3 separate regions of the Mus musculus genome follow, and all the other regions are linked to region 2. A link is a contact called in public Hi-C data. All regions are on one chromosome and are shown on one strand. The core of a region is the stretch at or near the end of the contact, and the rest is flanking DNA. Distances in the headings are between cores, read along the strand shown.

What was found. A called contact is a pair of places that touch in the nucleus more often than the background predicts.
Region 1: a Hi-C map of muscle stem cells shows a contact between it and region 2, with 6 times the contacts expected there. The contact joins the promoter of Dnajc2 here to the promoter of Wdr1 in region 2. A contact is called at or near these places in 2 of 484 Hi-C or Micro-C datasets (CD4 T cells and muscle stem cells).
Region 3: a Hi-C map of muscle stem cells shows a contact between it and region 2, with 6 times the contacts expected there. The contact joins the promoter of Paxip1 here to the promoter of Wdr1 in region 2. A contact is called at or near these places in 2 of 484 Hi-C or Micro-C datasets (muscle stem cells and uterus).

What each region holds. Positions count from the first base shown.
Region 1 is chr5:21,783,015-21,787,259 of GRCm38.p6, forward strand. Dnajc2 (DnaJ heat shock protein family (Hsp40) member C2) reads right to left here and starts at 2,151. Exons shown (of 17, transcript NM_009584.4): 1 at 1,975-2,151; 2 at 33-223. The coding sequence starts at 2,038. Psmc2 (proteasome (prosome, macropain) 26S subunit, ATPase 2) reads left to right here and starts at 3,733. Exons shown (of 12, transcript NM_001368661.1): 1 at 3,733-3,870. The coding sequence starts at 3,801.
Region 2 is chr5:38,559,864-38,564,262 of GRCm38.p6, forward strand. It overlaps Wdr1 (WD repeat domain 1), which reads right to left and starts at 1,836. Exons shown (of 15, transcript NM_011715.3): 1 at 1,653-1,836; 2 at 1,217-1,338. The coding sequence starts at 1,668.
Region 3 is chr5:27,789,345-27,793,262 of GRCm38.p6, forward strand. It overlaps Paxip1 (PAX interacting (with transcription-activation domain) protein 1), which reads right to left and starts at 2,206. Exons shown (of 21, transcript NM_018878.3): 1 at 1,855-2,206. The coding sequence starts at 1,935.

The DNA of each region.
Region 1 (4,245 bases), core at 901-3,400, about 17 Mb before region 2:
CTGAATGAGCGAAAGCTCTGCATAGCAAATACCTTCCAATCTTTGGGATCAAGTGTTTTCAGCATGGGGAATTCTTCTAACTGTAACTCTTCATCTTCTGATTCCTCTGACAACTCTTTCTTATCTTCCAGTTCCTGAAAAGATGTAGAAGCATTTCTGTTTCTCCTCTTAACAAAAGCTTCAAACCATCTTCCCACAGGTTCAACTTGACAGACTGAAGAGGCTGTGAGGGAGAACAGTAAGACTTAATTTATTGCATGGAACACATCTATTTCAAGGCCACACAGTTTCTTAGGGAGAGCAGAACAATGATGTCAGAATATAATTTTAAAACCACCAACTATAAAAATCCCAGTTGCACCCTGGGTAACAAATTATCATTGGTAACATCTTTTTATTCCAGCAGTCTCTTCCAGTTGATGTGCCACTAAGGTTGATGAGGTGAGCTCAATGCCCAGAACCCATATGAAGGTAGGAGAGACCTGACTCCATGGACTTTTCTTCTGATCTCTGCACACATGCTGTGTGGCACTCAAAAACACTTGATCAGTTATTTTTTTTAAGCATAAGAAAATAATTTCAGCAGCTAATCAATATTTTCCTGATGATGTGAGAAGGGAAGGCAAGAAACGAGTAATAGTAATAAAAAAAATGATAAAAAGCTACCAAAAAACAAAGACTGCACACTCATGCGATCTTAATTATTAACAGATTAGCTATTAAAATGGTTAATAATTCTAAGGATTCTCTAACAATAATCTGTTGAAATAGACAATTTTCCAAGCCAATGCTGAGAACTCATTACCGTTTCTATGTCTTAATAACACAGGCTGGATGTAAACCCAGAATTTCAGGGCTTTAATCTAGAACTGTAAATTTCTTGAAACAGATTGAATCATTTCAGGATGGAAACAATACCTATCTCACCCAGTTCCTAGAATATTCGAATGCAGTTTTAAAGCTTTAAACTGTTGTAGAGAAAGTAACATGGAATAAATAACTGTAGATATGTATAACAGAAATTAAAAAATGGTAATCTGTGTCAGGAAAAAAGATCATAATTTTAATTTCTTAAGAAATCAAAGGGCAATTTTCTGGTGCACAATTTGTGGGCATCATTTTCTAAGACCCTTTCTTTTTCACGTTTTAACTGGCTTATGATATTAAGATTTCCTCCACCTAACACAGGAGAGGAGTCAAACGCGAAAATGAACCGGCTGAGTAGCGGGGGCGTGGCTTTCAAAACCGTGTCTTGGAAGCCTTTCCCTCACTACAGGATTACCGCGACACACAAACGCAACACGTGCCATGGGAAACATTTAAAAATTATATTCAACAAGTGCCCACGGTAAGCGGCTATGGGAATTAATGTAGATCATTAAAATGAGAGACCCGACACTTGAAATACTTTCTGGCGTGCAGGGCTATAAACCAAAACCCCTACAGCAGGAGGCTAAGTTGTGCTTTTAACCATCCTTGGTGTACGCCAAGCTGTCCAGGAGCATTCACAGGGGGCTTCCAACGGAATGAGGAAGTTCTGAGTTCCGACAAGCAAAATACACAGCCGGGAGCAAAGGTGGAGGCGAAGGGCTGAACAGCGTTTACAAGGCTTTGTATCTCTCCCGGCACGCGGGTGCGTGCAGCGGGGTCGCTCCGCCGTGGGCAGGGGGGGTGCCTTAGGGGGCCTTTCGGGGTACAGGAGGGCTCGGTCCTCAGCTGTTCAGCCCGCTCCGTGAGTCAGCAGCCTCACCAGGATGAAGGAACCACAGGTGCACAAGGAAGACGCCCCCACCCTCCTTTCCGAGAAACCGGGGACACTTCAAATTACAGCACTGAGCAGCAGGGGCTCGTCACAGTCCCCCGAGTCCCGGAGCAGATTGCCGGGGTCAAGGCTACCGAGCCAGGGGTTGCTAGGGACAGGGCTGGGGCAGGGGCGCCCGAGGCAGGGCGGAAACTGGGTTGGTGGGCACGTACCGGAGGTCAGAGCGTGGGTGATGGCGGTGCCCTGGCCCTCCGCGGCGCTCGGCAGGAGCAGCATGCTGGTTGGGGCTGGTCCCGCGGACGCCGCGGCTCACGGCCGGCAGGCAGGGCCCTCCGCGTCCGCACTACCTGTGGTCTGAGCCTCGCGCCTAGGCTTTACGCCCCGGAGCCGGCGCATGGAGACGACCAGTGAGCACTTCCGGGATGGGGCTCGCACGGCGCGGCCGCCAACCCCACCCCCACGGCCTCGCGCCAATGCGCGCGGCCGCCTACTTCCTCTGTGACTCTAAACCGACCGGAGACCAAGGAGCTCGAAGGAACAGTTCCTAGACGCATCAGTTCCTACGTGAAAAGGATTGTTTTGGTTTTTGTTTTGTTTTTTTGTTTGTTTTTTCACGTGAGAGCAAGACGGAGGAAATAATTTTGAAAAAGAACTTCACTCACTTTTGTCACCCAGGCCGGCCTCTAACTTGTGAATATCCTGTTTAAATCTCCCAAGTGCTGAGCTACCACCAATCTCTAGGTACCTCATAAAAGTGGAATCATATAACTATATATCATTGTATTGTTATATTAATAATGTTATATATTATAACATTGTCTCTATGTGAGCGGTGTATTCACTAGTATAATGGTCACAGAATTTATTTTTTTAAGGCCAAATAATACTATATTCCCATAACCACATTTTTGTTTACCCATCTTATGTATTTGGGTACTTGGGTTATTCTTCATTTGGCCTTTGCTAATGCAGCTATAAATAGGGCTGTACACGGATCTCTTTGAAATCCTATTTCCAACTTTTTGGCATTTGATATTTAGCAGTAGGATAACTAGTTTATATAGATTTTATTTTAGTTATTTTCAGTTTTTCGCAAGCACTGCAGTATTTTACACCAACAGTGTAAACAGCATCTATTTTTTTTTTCAACATCCGGTCAAACTTTCTTTTTAAACATAATAGTGATCCATGGGTCGGTCATGGTGGCGCACAGCCTTTGTCGCAGCAGATACCTCTAAGTTCTCAGACAGCCTGATCTGTTGCTAGATAGCCAGGACCACGCAGAGCCAGTCTTAAGAAGGAGAGAGAGAAAGAGAGAGGGGAAGGAGGAGGAGAAGGAGGAGGAGGAGGAGGAGGAGGAGGAGGAGGAGGAACCATCCTAAAGAGAATGACGTGCTTTTGATTTTAACATCCTTTCATGCGTCCGTTTATTGGCATTTGTGTATCTCCTCTAGAGAAATATGTCCAAATTCTTTACCTACTTTCCTTCCCTCTATCTTTTAATCTTCCCTCCTCCTTTCCTGTCATAACAACCAGATTCCTTTCTTGTTGTGGATCTTTGTATAACCTGGATACACACTCCCTAACAGAAATGCATTATCTTTATTCAATTTGTAGATCTAGCCACCAATTAACTGCGTCCAAACTGCCAGGCATTCTACAAGGCCTGCTCTGTAGCGCCTTTCCAGTCTTGCGAGGCAAACTATTTAGAGATGAAATAAACTACCCGCCTATGTGTATTATTTACTAGTGACTAAATCACGATTTTAGGTCATCAACTGAGCTAGGGCTAATCTTGGACGTTCCTATTCGGGTATCTAAAAAAGACTGGAGTTGTGAGGGAGCGGGGTGAACACGCGTTTCCTTCCACCAGACAACCCTTCCTCCCGTCAGCCGTGCGTGCAGTCCCCAGATGTCCAGGGAACCGGCGCCCGGGCGCGGAGCTACTTCCGGTGGGGAAGAGAAAGGGAAGACACCAGCGGAAGCGGGAAAGGTGCTGTGTAATCACCGAGACGCGGAGGCACTTGCGGCTTCTAAAATGCCGGATTACCTAGGTGCGGACCAGCGGAAAACCAAAGAGGAGGAGAAGGACGACAAGCCCATCCGAGGTGAGAGGACACGGGCCGGGAGCGGCCGGCGCTGGCACCGCAGAGGCGCAGGATTCCCGCCGCCTCGGTGCCCTGCCGGCCTTAGATCCGAGCGGTGACCGCTCTGGGCCGCAGCCCCGTCTGTCTGTCTGTCTGCCTCACGTCCGCCCCCTCGAATATTTTACCAGGCGCTGAGGTTCTGTATCTCCTGAAGTCTTGCAGGTCTTCAAAAAGTGGCCAGCCAGGTGGGCTGTGAATTCTACCTCCCGGCCCTGTTCCCTCCTTCCCAGTTGTAGCAGCTTGGCTACAGATTGTCACTGTGTAGCGACAATCCTGAAACACGATGGTACAAGAGAGATAGAAGAGATAAACTCTCATCTTGACCCCATGATTCCA
Region 2 (4,399 bases), core at 586-3,085:
GACGTCAATATAGTGTTAAGCTTTTGAGAAGGCTTCCCCAGTTCTAAGAAGGCTGGGCCAGCTTTCTAGGAATCTGTGTAACTAGCAAGGCAGGCTCATACCCAAACTTCCACCTCACTTGAGGTGCCCAACAATCCTGTAGAGGTCAGAAGCCAGCACAGGACTGATGACTGGTCGGGTTTAACCAGACTTACAAAGACACAGCCAGCAGCCACCACAGTTCAAAACTGCAGCCTCTTTTTACAAAAAAACTGGGGTCTACCCTCAGCCAGCTGGGAGGCTCTTGGAGGATAGGGGTGTCATGAGCTACTTCACCTGACTAATGATGTTCCTGGCGTGCAGGAGCTGAAGGTGACAGCCTTGGTGGAAGAGTCAATCAAACCCTCCACCCCTCTAGCAGCCCTTTGCCAAGCATAGCCCTAAGTCCAGCCTTCAGCTTCTACCCTACACCATTCCTCAGGCCTGAGCACGGGAGAGACAAGATTTGAGCCACATCCTGGAAATGGAGAGGAGGCCCAGCAGACTGACTCATTTCAACAACCAGAGGAAAAAAACATGAATTTGCAAGGGCCTCCCAAAAAGCTGCTGCTCTGGGGACAGCAGGTCATTTTCAGAGAACCATCCAGAGGAATTCACTAGTTCCTGTTTCCTCTCAGAGACTCAAGTCTGTAACAGTTGGCATTCAGAGGACAGGGTGTGTAGGCCTGGGCTCTAGCATACCAGGAAGCCCAGGGTATTAGGATGATTAAGCACAAGGGCCATTTACCAAGTGCTCCATTTATGCCAGGTACAGACAGCATTAGGACAGCTGACCAGCTCATTCAGCCAGCCAAGGCAGCCAGGGGAAGTGGAGGATCATTTCCCTATCTCCATTTCCCCAATGCGGAAACTGGGCTCAGGAAGGGCCAATCAACAGCCACCCCATGATCAAGCAGCAGCAGACTCAAAGCCCTTGGCTCTAAGGACTGAAGAGACCCAAGTCTTAGTTTGCCAGTCTACGGGGCTGTGGGGGTAGAGGTGGATGACACCACCACCAGTCCAGTCCAGTCCACTGAGCCTCCAAGGTGTGGCTCCTGGGCAGAAGGGGCGTGGCTCCCCTCTCCCCAGGCCAACTGACTGGGAGGTGAGGGGGCGGAAGGGCAAGAATTTCCCGACTCTGAAGGTAGCTCGCAGGGTAGGGACGGAAGCAGGCCCCGCCGGGCACAAGAGTACTCACATCGATGTTTCTTAGGATGACGCACTTGCCATTGGTGTAGAGGAAATGATCGCCCTTGGGGTCTCCACCGAGGATCTTAGAGACGCCCCGCTCCACCTGGGGGAGGCTGGCGAACACCTTCTCTGGGGAGATACAAACCCGGCACGGTGCATGAGGGGCAATCCCGGCCTCGCGGGACCCAGGGAGTTGCAGTCAGTCAGCGCTGGGGGTCCCGAGCCGGTCACCTGTTGCCGCCTGCGGGCACGACCGGCGGACTTCCCGGGCGGCGGCGGTCAGGCCCCGGGGTCCCTCCCGCAGCTCGGCCGGCCCAGTCCACAACGCCCACTCCGGGGTCCCCGGCCCGCACCCCCGCGGCCGTGCAAGACCCCGGCCGCGCCCTCCCGCCTGCACCCGACCCCAGAAGCCGGCGGCCGCGCGCGGAGGCCCACGCACTCACTGATCTCGTACGGCATCCTCGCCCACTTGTTACGGCGCTGCGCTCGAGTGGAACCTCGCAGTGGCCGAGCCCAGGGACAGCGCGGAAGGCGGCGCCGGGCGTGCCGGGCGCGGAGGGGGCGGTCCGAGACCCGGCTCCGAGACCCGTACGCGCCTGCCCCGCGCGCTACCGCTGCGGACAACCCAACCCGGAAGCGCGGCCCCGGCGCGGCTCGCCCCCAGCTTTGACCATATATAGTCAAGCGCTCGGCTCGGAGGCTGCAGCCCCACGAGCCTGCGCGGACACCGCCCCGCCCCGCTTGCGGGCCCGCCCCGGAAGTGACGTGACGCGACCCGTGAAAAGGCGGCGCGGAGGGTTGTAGGTGCGGGGCGGGAGGGTTTTTTTTCTTGGGCTGTCTGCCTTTGCACCGGGAGCCTTCTTGTGGAGCAGATCTTTCTCGAGCTTTCCAACGCCAGCTTGGCGCCCCGGCTTGCAAAAGACTTGAAGCCACTGGGCGTATGGGGTTTTGTTTGTTTGCCTTTCACTGGGTATGTTTAGGAACTTCCCCGTCTCACTCCCTCTCCCTCCTGCATGAAACTTCCTAGTAGCAAAGAAGCCAAGAATAAAGAACTGTAATTCTTAAGGATGGCAGGGGTTGTTTCCTAACACGCTCTGGGGAGGGCGTGAGGGTGGAATTCTTTTCATGGAGAGGGAAAGAAAGCAAAACCTGGAATTTTCTGAGTCTCGCAGGTTTTGATTAGGGCAAGATGAAGTCCTCTGGTTACTTGATTGAAAAGTTCTGAAGCCCTAGTTGGAAACCCGGAAAGTGGGCTTTCAAAGGAGAGCTCTTAGGAATTTGCAGCAAATGAAAAAGTCCATTTCTGCTTTGGAGCCAGGTTTGTTAATTACCCTGCGGACCAGTCCCACCCCACTCTCCTGGTTCACCTGGACACCCACCTGATTCTCCTCTAGCTTATCTTAATCTTAACTGCCATCTAGTTAGCAGTTAAATGAATTTATAGCCTATAGGAGTGCCCAGGTTTCGTAGAGAAGAGTTTAAGTGTACTCGGTAGGTCCTGTGTGGGAACCTCAGTATTTTTTGAAAAGTCTGTTTTCCTTAGTACCTAGTCTCTTGTGCTGATAGACTAGTATTTTTAAGGTTCTATGAATGTTACCCCCTGCCCTCTGTGACCTTTTGTTTGCCAGGATTGCTTGTCTAGGGATCCCACCTGTTATGTTTTATATAAAAAAAGAAAAGAAAAGAAAAAGAAGCCAGGGATATGTTTGGTGGAGGTGCAGTATGTTGTGGGGGAAAGGGGTGCCTCTGAGGGCCCATCCTGAACTGAGGCATCCCCTCCCCCTGAGGTACCAGCCACAGAACAGTATAATATGGAAATAGCTTATTTAGGACATGGGGAGGAGAGTTGAGGGGATAGTAGAGACAGAAAGACAGAGTAGAGGCCAGCCATGAACATTTGGAGTTGGTTTGGGGGGGGGGGGCGGGGATCCGGAAGAAAAGGGACAGAAGAGGAAGGGAGCAAGAGAAGAGAATGAGGAAGGGGCAAGTAGCCCCTTTTATAGTGAGTCAGGCATACCTGTTTGTTGCAGGGAACTGTGGGGTGGTGCCTAGAAGGAATGCCAGTACCACCTGGTTAATTTCTCTCAAAAGTGGTGACTTCCAGCTACTATCTCAATGATTCACCTGTCTGTCCCAGCCTTTACACTGCAACTTCCTGGGGTCCTTAGTTTGCTTTCCCCATTTGCATTGTTGATGTTGCCATAGAACCACCAAACTGCCCACCAGCAACACATGGCTCCTTAACTACAATTATGATTTCAGAACAGTCCCACTGTTAGTCTTCTAGCGACCTCACTGCACTGTGCAGATGAAAGACACTTTCCCTGGGTCTGGTCGAGCACTGTCCTAGGGATGTGCTAGGGATATTTTCAACAAGCAAGAGGTCTGTCCTAGGATTCTGGGACAGAAGATAGTGTAGACTGTGACTTTCTTATTTACTAGAATTGTTTTAGATAACAGCGATAACCTTTCTAAACCACACTAAAGTTCCCACTCAGCATGGTACAAAGACTGCTGGGGTAACACCAGCTCCAAGCTCTTTACAAGCTGATAGCTGTCCTATGTGCATCAAGCCTTGGTACTGACACTGAGAGTGATCCTACAAAACACTTTGGGGCCAAGCTCTCTGGCAGAATCCAGACTCTGTTGCACTTTAAAAAATCATGTACCATGCGTCAAGTTTTCCAGGTTTTAGTAGAGGGGGCACTCGGGTGTGTGAAATAGTTGAAGTTCCCATGCAAGGAACAGATTGGCTACACCTGCCAGCACTAATGTTTGGAGTCAAGCAGCTAGGTTTGTCCAGCAGGAAGTCAAGTGAGGAAACACTTGATGTGTCCATACAATGACTTCAGTCTCTAGAAATTAGCCTGGCCACTTGTAACCACTTTGTCTTTGTACCCAGATGCCTCCATCACTGTCTATGGGAGTCTTAAAAGCTGCTAGCTCTTCAAACAGACACACGGGCCAACTGAGATGAATGCCCTGCCTGCCCCTCCCTCCTCATTGCAGGCTCCTTTGGCTTGTTCTTTCCCACACTGACTACGGAGTGGTCCAGCCTCATCGCAACGGCAGAAACCTCACCCAACCTCATCCTCCACATTCGGTCCGTCATTGAATCCAGTGTTTATGAAAGCCCTTAGCTTGAATCTGTGCTTTCTTACCACTGCTACTCTGCTCCAAGCTGCCTCAG
Region 3 (3,918 bases), core at 956-3,455, about 11 Mb before region 2:
AGATGGACATCAACATGGGAGTACTTGTTAAGACACAACTGTGACCACTCTCACTACTGGAAGAGGCAGGTCACTAGAGAAATGTCAGCAGCAAACAGAATGGAATAGAATTAATCACACAGTAACTAGACAAGGTGTAAGCACAGCAGAAAAGCCGAAATGGAAATGCGGGCATCTCTCGGAGGGATTGACTGGAAGCAGAGAGAGGAAGAGGCACTGCTGGGTTTCAGTGTGGGCACACTACTTTTGGTCCTGTGTGATCTGGTGAGAGTCTCTCGGTCACATTGAGAGAGGAATGTGGCTCTCCAGAGATAACCTATTGCAGATGGGAGTCAAAGTTCTGAGAGTCAACGAGGCAGCCACCAGGCATCAGAGGAGAACAACTTGACAGTGGTGTGCAGGCCGGAGTCAAGGAAGAGCTGAAAGCAATGCAGTCTCGAATAGTCTGCAAGCACCATCTCAGAACTGGAGCAGCCGAGGAGGTCTGTACCCACTGCATGGAAAACCGACAGTCCCCAGCCACGAGCTGGCTTCCCTGGACCAAGTAACTTTACCTTCATACACAGACTTCATCCACCGGCTTTAGCCTCGCATCACTCAGAAACATGAACACAGCAAGCCCTCCCTGGCCTCGCCTTCTCAGGTCCCAGGGCTTTCTCTTCATGACAAATTTCCAGAAACAAGTCTGACTGCGCTGTCCATCTTTTCTCTGTATTCGCAAGGACACTCAAACCTCCTCAAACTGCGCATTACTAATTCCATCTCACAGGAGCCACACTGTAACTATGCCCAGTGACCGTCAGGACTCGGGCCAAGTATACACAAATGCCTTTAATGCCTAGCACACGCACTCCACACAAACAACTTCTTGGACTCAATATCCGTTTAACACTCAACACCTCCAGCACCTCCACCTGTTGTATTTGTAGGACTCAGTATTCAAGGGCACTCTTCTACGGCACTCCGTGTACCAGGCCCGATGCCCAGACTGTACTGGGGTGCTCACCACCTGTGAGCTTCCTCAATCTGTATTACAAAACTTAAAGAATGGGTGCCCTGGCTCTAAACCTTTTAAAGAAGGCACTATTTCAGAATACAAGGGCTTACAAGGGGGATTTTTTTAAAGCACTCAGATTTCACACATAGTTGGGCAAACAGCGCAGCTCAATGTGTTCTTGGTTTTAAGTGACATTTAGTCCAAGGCCCTTATAAGAGCAAAAGTCCTAAAACGAAGAACAAGAAAGGGTAAAAGAAGAAATGTGGTGGTAGTAGTGGGGTGATCGGTACTAGAAAAAGTCAGCTACAATCACTGATCACACAACCGAAGACCCAACGGACTTTGGTTACTAGGATACAAGTATGAGTCTCTGGAAAGCCAAGCTCAGTGGCTCTTGGACAATTCCTTCCTTAGGACCCGTTTAGCTTACATTACCAGACACCGAAGGCGACACAACTGTAAGCATAGTTTAGAAAAGAAATGTTTGGGGCACTGTCCTGAAGATACCACGATCACAGCCACTGTCCTGTGGATGGATTCAGACCCACGATCACACGCACGAATCACGGTGACCGTGTAAGCAAGGGTACCTTCCATACCTACCGTACAATCCACCCTAAGGGAAAAATCAGGGGCCGGGAGGACAGGCCCCTTGGCAAGGGACACGCTCAGCAGGGCCCCGGCAAGATGCTCGGCCGGCCGCTGCGCTAGGTCGGTGCTCGCGAGGCCCTTCCCGCGGCCCTTCGCTGCCCGGCGTGCCCCGCGGCTCCGGCCTGGGGTCCTGCAGGGCGCGCGCGCGACGAGGCGGGGGCGTGCGGGGGGAATGGCCCGGCAGAGGGGCCCCGCGCGGGCGGTACCTGCGGGTCGATGTCGCCCACCGCGTAGTACTTGACCTCGCGGAATAGCTCCTCTGGAACTTCGGGCGCCGGCTCCGACATGATCGCGGCGGCGCGGCGGCGCCCGGCCCCGCGTCACCCGGCCCGCCGCGCCCAGCGTCGTAGCTCTGCCTACTGCCCGGCGGCACAGCCCGGCCCGCAGCCGCAGCTGCACTCGGACCCGCGCCCCCGCCCGTCCGAGGCCCGGAGCGCGGGAGCCGTGCGCGCCCTGAGGCACGTACCACCACACCAGCTCGGCAGGGGAGTATGTGGGACCCTCCCGCCTTGCGCGCCGCACAGCGCTCCTTACACCACCGCTTCGGGCATCAGTGCTGATGGTCTACAATAGTTCGTACGGCACATGGCAGCCTTGTCCCGGCCGAGTTTTCACGACCGAGAACCGAGGACACAGAGAGACTATTTCCCTCACATGGCCGCAGTGGACTAGCCAGGGGGCGGGTCCTGGGCGGGACTCCCGTCACCCCGTGCGGCCACCTGACAGCGCATGCGCCAAGGAGGCGGAGCCTCGGCACGGAAGGGGACCTGAACAATCCAGCGTTCGCTCTTCAGCTGTCGCCAGCGCTGCTGTTGGACAGCACGCGATCCGGCCCAGAGTCAGGCAGACCCTGGCTAATGGTTACTTTCCTTCGTCTGCCCCTTCCGCATCTACTGAGGTAGTTGGCGGGGAACTGATCTTCGATGAGGCAGGTTAAGAGCAAAGTAGGAGCCGGCGACATAGCTCAGCAGGCAGACATCTGCCGCCAATCTGAGTTCGATCCCTGGGACACACGTGATGGCAAGCAAGAACCGGCTCCAGCAAGTTGTTCTCTGGCCTCCACAAGCACACTGTTGCGCACACACGTACACACATTACACACACACTCTCTAAATAAATGTACATTTTTCTACGTGTATTGGAGTTTTCCCTGCATGTATGTATCTGCACCCTGTGAGTGTCTGGTGCCCACAACAGTCAGAAGGTGGCTTCAGGATCCCCTGGAACTGAAGTTACACGACACGTGGGTGTTGGGAACCAAATTTGGAGATGCTGCAAGAGAACCAAGTGTTCTGAACTGCTGAGCCGTCCAACCCTCGGTCAACATAGTTTTTAAAGGTAAACAGCAAAATCTATAAAAATTATCTTAGCAGATAATTATATTAAATATGGATGTGTAAAGTTACAGGAAACAATGACAAGCTGAAACTGCTGTGGGGCGCTCGCAGAATGACAAGTCCCGCAACTCGTGATACTGCTCTTTAATCAAGTTTTGTGTTTTCTGTGACCTTCATGCAGATAGAGTGTTGTTCTTTTTTTTTTTTAAGATGTATTTATTATTATAATATGTACGTACACTGTAGACACATCAGAAGAGGGCATCAGATCTCATTACTGATGGTTGTGAGCCACCTTGTACCTTGTGGTTTCTGGGATTTGAACTCGGCCTTTGGAAGAGCAGTCAGTGCTCTTAACCGCTGAGCCATCTCCCCAGCGCCCCCCCCTCCCCCCCGGGTGTTGATGTTCTTATAGTCTCAAACGAACTCAGAGCAGAGCCATTTTGTTTTACAGCGATCAGAAAATAAGCACCCTGTTTAAGTTGGATAAACTGAGTTCAGTTAGGTTAAAAACAAATGGCTTGGCAATTAGGATCATTTACTGCTCTAGCAAAGGACCCAGATTTGATTCCTGACATCCACACGGATGTTCACAGCCACCTATAACTTCAGTTCCAGGAGCTCCAATACCCTTCTGGTGTCTGAGACTATTACAAGCACTGGGTACTACAAGCACAGGCAAAAAGTGAATGTGAAACTAGAAAACACAGTAATGGGAGTACAGTCCCCTCTGCCATGAGAAACCAAAGGAGATGATTGAGATAGTATTTTCTTATGGCGCTTTGGAAGTCAGTAGAGTGTGTGTGCATGTGTGTTTCTATGTATGAATGATGTATGTGTATGAGAACTTCCAGCTGTCTGCACCTCCAGTTACAAGAGTTCTGAAGCCCTACACATACAAATTATGCAGGCAAACGAACTAAAAAATCTTTA